2 separate regions of the Mus musculus genome follow, and region 1 is linked to region 2. A link is a contact called in public ChIA-PET data. All regions are on one chromosome and are shown on one strand. Each heading gives the region's core, a stretch centred on a gene start, on an enhancer-like site or on the middle of the called end of the contact. The rest is flanking DNA. Distances are from core to core; before and after follow the strand shown. Region 1 overlaps Ehd3 (EH-domain containing 3). Region 2 has its middle 15 kb from the start of Gm30420.

Region 1 (3,628 bases), core at 663-3,162, 810 kb after region 2:
GGGAATGTCATGTGATTGAACCCTGAGGCTGAGCCAGGGGTGCCTCCATGGCTTAGTGCAGCTTTCTTCTCACCAACTGTGCAGGTTTGTGTGTGCCCAGCTGCCCAACGCCGTGCTTGAAAGTATCAGTGTGATCGACACACCGGGGATCCTCTCTGGGGAGAAGCAGAGGATCAGCCGAGGTAAGTGACAAGTGACGTTCCGGGCAGCCATTAGCTCTAGCCTCCCACTCCTGGCCTCGCCTGCCATAGCTGCCCTCTGCCTCTAGGTATCCTATGGTCCTTTCAGCTTTGGAATTCTCATTTTTTGAGATAGAGTCTTATGTAGCCAGGGCTGGCCTTGAACCCCTGATCTTCCTGTCTCTACTTCTTAAGTACTGGGATTATAGGTTTGTGCCCTAGCATCCAGCTGCCCTATCCTTTCTGTACTATGCTTTGTATCTTTACCGACAAAATTAGACGAGATGTACTTTCCCCAAACCCTGATGCTGGCAGCCTGGACTGGGGCCAAGTTAGCACTCAAAACTCAGCCTCCGGGAAGGGTCAGCCTTAGACTGGCTCTTTTCTCTGGGAAGTGGGCAGGGCTCTCTGAGTGTTGACCTTAGGTGACACATGCCTTGCCATGTGTGCTCCCGTGACTCCTAACTGACAAAGGTCTATCCATCTGTCTTCTCACCACAGCAGGGCCCAAGAAGCCATTCCTCAAGGGTGTGGCTTCTCACTCCCACACTTCAGTGTCATGGAGTAACTGTCTATACAACCCATGAATGTAGACCCTTGAGAGTTAGCAGTTCAGGCTTTTGACCCCCGAGAAGGCTTCTCTCTCATCCGCCTTTGAGCTGTCCTGCTTCCTCTGCTCGGATCATTGGGCTCACATCATGGCAGTGTGTGAGCGCAAACAGTCGGAGAGGCTGCTGGCAAGGCCCTCTGGGAAATAACCTTCTCTAGGTGGACAGACCTTCCTAGAACCCCCATTTTAAAACAGTGTTGGGAAGTGGAGTGCCATGAAGTGTCTGAGCAAAAACTCCCTCTGTCCTGGGAGGTTAAACCTGGGAAGCAAGAGAGGAAGGAAGCATTTGAGGGTACCTCCCTGCCTCCCAGGTTCCTCCTCACAGATCCCTAGTTCCTGTAATTGGTGACTTGTGACAGGGTCCAGGAAGCCTGGTCCCTTGATCCCTAACTCTGGGCTCTCATAGAATGAGGGGTAGTCAGTCTGCACTCACCCTGCATCTGAGTCTAGGCCTCAAGGGATTGACAGGCTCACAGAGTAATCTTCAGCTTGCTCCAGAACACTGGGAGAGGTCATACTTCCGGCTGCAGGGGAGGGGAGAGGACCTCCCACGCACCTGCTAGGCCAGCACAGCCTGGCTTGCAAGAAGGTCTGGAAAGGATGGCCTATAGGGGCCCAAGAGCACTACACTAGTAGTTCAGGGCTGTGAACAGACAAAGCCCCGGAGGTCACAGGGAAATGCATCTTAGGGCTTTCCTATAAGGTCCACAGACATTAGTTCTGGGACTGGATCATGATGGGCTCTTTTCCCTCCTTCGCTGCTATCCAGAGCTACATGTTACACGACCCTAGTGTTGGCTCTGTGATCCGTCACCCTTGTGTTAGTGCCTGTGCAGATACATAAAGCAGCCTCGTTTCCAGGGACACCTGTCTTCCTCCATCCCTGCCCTCCCTCTACATTCTCTCCCGCCTTGCCTTTGTCTTCAAACCTCAGTGGCTGCTCTGCACATACTGGGCACTAGTGTTCCTGGCTATATTTCATACTCTCCCTCTGAAAACTGATAAGATGCCAGGCTCTTCTCGTCTCTGAGCAAAACAGTGACTATGCCAGGGTGTTCTCTGTGGTCCTGAGTCCCTGATGATGGAGCTGCTGGCAAAAGCAGCCTCCGAGACAAACAGGAACTGGGTGGGGCAGCCACCAGCCTGCAGTAATGCTGACTTCAGCACCCTGAGAAGACCAGAGTCAGGGAGGATATCAGATACCCCAGCCATCCAGGTGGTGGAGGCGGCGATGGTAGTGGGACTTGAATCAGGAACATCTCCTGGGTACATAGCCTCTCCCATCCTTCTCCATGGTTACCATAAAGCCAGAGTCTCAGTTCATCCCACTCTAAACCCTGTTACTCACACATTCTTCACACATATACCCATAGCTTCCCCTCCCCCACATGCATGCCTGTATACTTCCTGACACCCACGCATAACACAAGTGTATAATGCACAGATCTAAAGTTGACTGCCCAGACTTCCTTCACCCCTGCTGTTGGCCAAAGTATATTTGGTACTTCCTACCTTCCTCAAGCCCAGGTGGGCCAGGCCTCCTCAGATATTCTTGCTGACCAAGCCTTGCATGAAGGCTCTAGCTGAAGGGCTCTAGTTTGCAGAGCCTGAAATTAAGCCCCCTCACCACACCACTGCCGGCTCAGGGCTTGTGGCTCAGCACAAGGGCTGGAGTCAAGTCAGCACAAAGACCTCGCTCTAGACTGCCCAACTCCTGGCACGCCTGAAAAGGAAGCTGCCCCTCCGGGCATCGTAGGGGTGGGCCTTCTGCTCCAGCCTAATGTCAAACAAAGTATGGTGTTGCTTCCAGGTAGCCTTCCGTCCAGGCTTGGGAAGTCGTGGGGGCTGGGGTGTATGTCTATAGAGAAACCAAGTGCATGATGTTTTGGGGCTAGCACTCAGGTCTGGAAGAAAAGGCTCTGGAGTCAGCAGGAAGGCAGGCAGAAAGCTGTTCCTGGAAGGGGCAGGATGTGGCTGGCCCTGGTTCCTTACTGGGAAGGAGCACGGATGCAGTAATGGGGGAGCTTAGAGGGATCTGGAAGGCTTCGTACCTTTTCACCTGGAAGCCACGCTTCCCGACGGTGTCTCAGACTGAATCCCTGTACCAGTTCCACTCTGGAAGGTCACCCTCAGGGTTTCATGCTCTCATCCCAGACTTCACACAGATAGAGATGCTTGGTCCAAGGGCTCAGCAGGCTCAGGGCAGGTGGCACAATTGACATGGAAGCCCTGGTCTCCCGAGTCCCAGCCCTTGGCTTTTGGCACGTTATCATAACTGGTTGGGAAGACCAGGGAGGAATGGGGAATTAGCTTCTCAACTCCAGGTTCCCTCTTGAGACTTTGAGGGTGTGTGTCATTCCTTAGAGCCTACATCCCCAGCCTATCCCTGAGCACTTCAGGGATCCTGGGGTTCCTCAGATGACCAGCTGGTAAACCCATATATGTGTGGGTATTCATATGCAGCTGAGTCCTGGCGCCCTCCAAAGGTCTTGCTGCCTTACTGGGGCCATCTGGAGGCCTGTGACGGGTCTGCGGTATTGCTCCCCATTGTCAGCGGAGCCCTTCCCCCACTCTTGGTACTGCATGCCTCAGTATCTCTCTCTTCTTAAAAACATCTCTAGACGTTAACAGCTTTTCACGGGCTATGCTATGTGGCCGTCACCAGCATCCTGTTCGCTCTGGGGAGCAGTAAGGATCCAGTGAGGCCGGTTTTGAAACTGAAAATGCAAAGAAAGGACACACTGTATGTCAGACAGCGAGAGGGAAATGCTGGGTGATTAAGGAATGGCCCTGCTTCATTAGGTTTGTCTCATTGATTTCCTCCTGCCTGGCATTAATT
Region 2 (3,592 bases), core at 870-3,369:
GAATGATTTTATGGGTCTGGGGATGCTGGCTGGAGCCATACCTGGCTTATAGTCCTGGGATCATTCCCTTCGGTAACCCCTTTGAGCCAATCCCTGTTGCAGGAAATATTTAAAAATAGAACCAGCAGGCTTCCCGCGCTACCTCCAACTCGGCATCTCTCTGAGCCTGTGCTCCGCAGTCTCATGCCGGATCACTGCTGCCAGGCCCGCACATGTGCCGGCAACTCTCAGCCCCATTAGCTCTGTATCTACCCACCAATTCTCAGGCTGGGCCGGAGCTCCTGAGTTCTCTTCACTACAACGCCAGCCCACGCAATGACCGTCAACCCCACAGTCAGCCACAACACTCATTTACCCGGTAGAATCAACTCTTAAAGCTTATAATTAACCAATCAGATTTATGTATCAATAAAATCTCAATTTACAAGATGCCAATACAATATTTTCAGAGCCAATTGATAATGATGAAAGCATTATCCCAATTAGTCTAAACTTATGATATCATAACTACCTGTGGCTGGTTATAGCCATGCTGGTTCATGTCCACTTCCATTTTGCCTTCCCCTTCCTCTCAGACACTGGCTCTCTCAACTCTTAGCTCCGCCTCCCTTTTCCCTGTCCAATCACAGGCCTTCAGCTGCCCTAATGTAATTGGGCAGGGAAAATCCTGCAACAAATCTCTTTCTTTTCTTGAGCCTTGGTCTCTTTGTGCTTGATGTGGAACTAGCCGTGTCTACTCAAAGGGCTCTTGTGAGAAACAATAACTCATGCAGGTCACCTAGGACAGGGATCCACAATCATACCTTTGTCCGTAATGGGCCATTTTACAGACATATTTTTTAGGTATGGAATTTCAATTGCACTGAAAACCAACCGTGCAAGCCACCAAAAGGGGTGACATTTTGAAGAGACGGTGGTGGGTAGCTTGGCCTCTACCCACTCAAACCTACTTGACAAGCATCAAAGACTCTGCCTCGGGGCACATTTGGACAACCTGTGTCTGAGGAAAGCAGACTGCTCTGAGGTTTCAAGAGACTGTGAATAAATATCCCATGAGAGACAAAGATGCCATTTTATCCCGCAGAAGACATGGACGACCCACTATCCAGAGCCTATGCATCTGGGCTAGTCTCTCAGGAGAGTGAATGGGTGTCACTGGACCCCTTTTTCCTTGTTCCCAGATGGTTGCTCAGCCTCGTGCACCTGTAGCAGGGAGGAAATAATCTGAATGCCTTGGTACCTGACCTATGACCTTGCCTCATCATGGTACTAGCCAGTCTGGGTTCCGTTGGGCTAGAGTAACATTGTGTATAGTCAAACCTGTCAATGCCTCCTAGGAGTGTCACATATATCACGGTAGCTGCCCTGCTGCTGAATATGCACAAAACATCCTAAAGAGGCGTCCTTCCTGAAGCCATAATCAAGTCAAGAGCTGGGGATACTGAACTTCGTGTCCTGGGGTGCAAGCGGCTCAGAGAACCAACGCCGACTCCCCAGAGATGGCCATGGTCATGGCAGCATCGAAGAGCAGAGCATTCCACGAGCACGAAGCAAATGCTTCGCTAAAGGAGACCCGAAACACTAGCTGTATCGGCACTGTGAGAGTTCGGGATTATTTGTAATGATTGGAGAAACCCTGTGGACATATACTGTCCCACCTCTGCCCTCGGTTTTGCCAGTCTGTTCAAAACTCAATTTTGACTAAACAGCGCTTATCTACGGTGTGTCTCAGCGTTGTTAGGTGTGTGCTAGGATTACCTCATCAAATCCTTAATGCTGCAAAGCAGTACAGAGATACTCATACCAAATTATGATTGTGACTTTGAGTCTGGGGCCCTGGCCTCGTCCCAAAACTATTAAACATCAAGATCCAAGGCAAGGCATTCAAAATCGAGTCTTAAATTCCCTCCCTGCCTTCTCCGTGATTGTCTTCCAGGGGAATCTGGTCTGTGTCCAGCCATTCTCCACACCGGGAGATACCCACACCCAGAATACGCCAGAATCAAAGATGGATCAGCATAGTGGAACGGGAAGGGAGAATGGGCAGAGTGCGTTCTAGCTGGTTCTGATTTTAACCAGAGAGGTTCCTTTATTTTCTGGTCTATAAAGCAGAGGGAGTGGTTCTCGAAACCACTTCCTGCCCTGCCTCCCCACTGGTGACTGCCTGTGAGTCTCTGAAGGGCTGTGGGTCTCCATTTAATGTGTTTATGTAATCATGAGGTCCTTCTGCCTGTGTGCAGCTTGATGTCCAAGGAGGGACACACTATCTACTTTCCCAGCTTCCCAAAGAGCATTGGGGGAGGACTCTGGAATGTACATCTCCCCCTGGTGACCGGAGGAGGAAACTGCAAGCCGTTTCTCCTGGGCTCCAGGGCTCCCAGCACAAAGTGACTCTTAGCCCACCACACAGAAAAGGTGAATACAGGCTGCCTTGTGCTCTCTGTCCATTTTCTGGTACACATGGAAGAGTTAGAGGATCGAATGGTTGTGAGAAACAAAAGTCCAAACAGGACGAGGCAATGCTGTAGCTCTCTAATGGCTGAGAAAGTTTAGGAAAAACAACCTTATATCAGGATTGGACACTGAAAGTTCTCTGAAAATGTTACCTGCCCCGACTTCTCAGCAGAAGCAGAAGGAATGGCTAATTTTCAGAGCAGAGTATGATTAGAGAATTACTCCAAGTCAGGTTCAAGAGAATGGTAGACCTTCCAGGAGCTGACTAGAAGAAGGTACTTGGAGTGCTTGGAGTCCCCCTCCAGCATCCTCCCAGAGTTATAAGGGGAGGGTGCCAGCAGTAAGTGGGAGAATCAAGAACAAATAGGTAATCTCACATTGAGAAGGTGCTTCATAGAAGCAGGGAAAGGTGACAGGAAAGAACTGTGTGCTTGGGGGAAGGCTGGAGACGTCTCTTTAAGCAATGGCACCAGGAGACTCTATTTGAAGAGGGAACATGGCTGCCATTCCTTGATCCAGATATACATATGGAGGGTGAGCACCTTTCCCCAATGAAAGGAAAGAACTAAGTTAATGGATGAAACTTTTTTTGCTGTTCTCAATTCTTCAATGATAACTGTTGCATAGCTCTCCGTGGATGCCAAGAAAAGACAGCACGTAGCCAGCAAATGTGATTTAAAACATCCCGTAAATAGATGTTTAAAGTGTGTGCTTTGCCCAGACATGAGAATGCTTGAGATTTTATACAGTACACAGTCAAAGCTTGGGTGTTTTCTGTTAGTGGATCTGTCCCTAGTTTATGTGGCTGAAATAAACTTTCATCTGAATTTGGTTTCCGTTTCCATGATGATTTGCCAAACCCTGGCTGTGGGCCAGGTCCGTGGTGGGTCTTGGCCTACATGGGTAAACAAGATGACAGAGTCTCTCAGGGAGTTTTTGGTCTTCTAGAAGAGCAGGGCCAGGAACTGTGACAAAGCTGCTGTTGTGGAAGGAAAGATGAGGCCCTGGAGAGGAGACAGGAGGCACATCTGACCCACAATCATACTTAGAGAAGGCAAGAGAGAGGACACAGTGCTAAGCCAGGCACCCCAAGATGGATGGGAGACAATTAAGGGAAGAGGGGTAAGGGGTGCCATAG

What was found. ChIA-PET counts read pairs in DNA pulled down with a chosen protein or histone mark.
Region 1: a contact with region 2 is called in an RNA polymerase II ChIA-PET map of memory CD8 T cells, with 2.6 times the contacts expected there. The contact joins two enhancer-like sites. A contact is called at or near these places in 1 of 484 Hi-C or Micro-C datasets (CD4 T cells) and 1 of 115 datasets of contacts at active chromatin or transcription factors (memory CD8 T cells).

What each region holds. Positions count from the first base shown.
Region 1 is chr17:73,820,394-73,824,021 of GRCm38.p6, forward strand. Ehd3 (EH-domain containing 3) reads left to right here. Exons shown (of 6, transcript NM_020578.3): 3 at 85-182. Among named protein-coding and RNA genes, the nearest start is that of Ehd3, 17 kb to the left of the region's middle. Within about 2 kb of position 1,913, at least 44 of the 459 cell types and tissues checked have an H3K27ac peak or open chromatin away from gene starts, as enhancers often do. A contact at or near this core is called in memory CD8 T cells, where this site is marked.
Region 2 is chr17:73,006,857-73,010,448 of GRCm38.p6, forward strand. No RefSeq gene overlaps it. Among named protein-coding and RNA genes, the nearest start is that of Gm30420, 15 kb to the right of the region's middle. Within about 2 kb of position 2,120, at least 85 of the 459 cell types and tissues checked have an H3K27ac peak or open chromatin away from gene starts, as enhancers often do. A contact at or near this core is called in memory CD8 T cells, where this site is marked.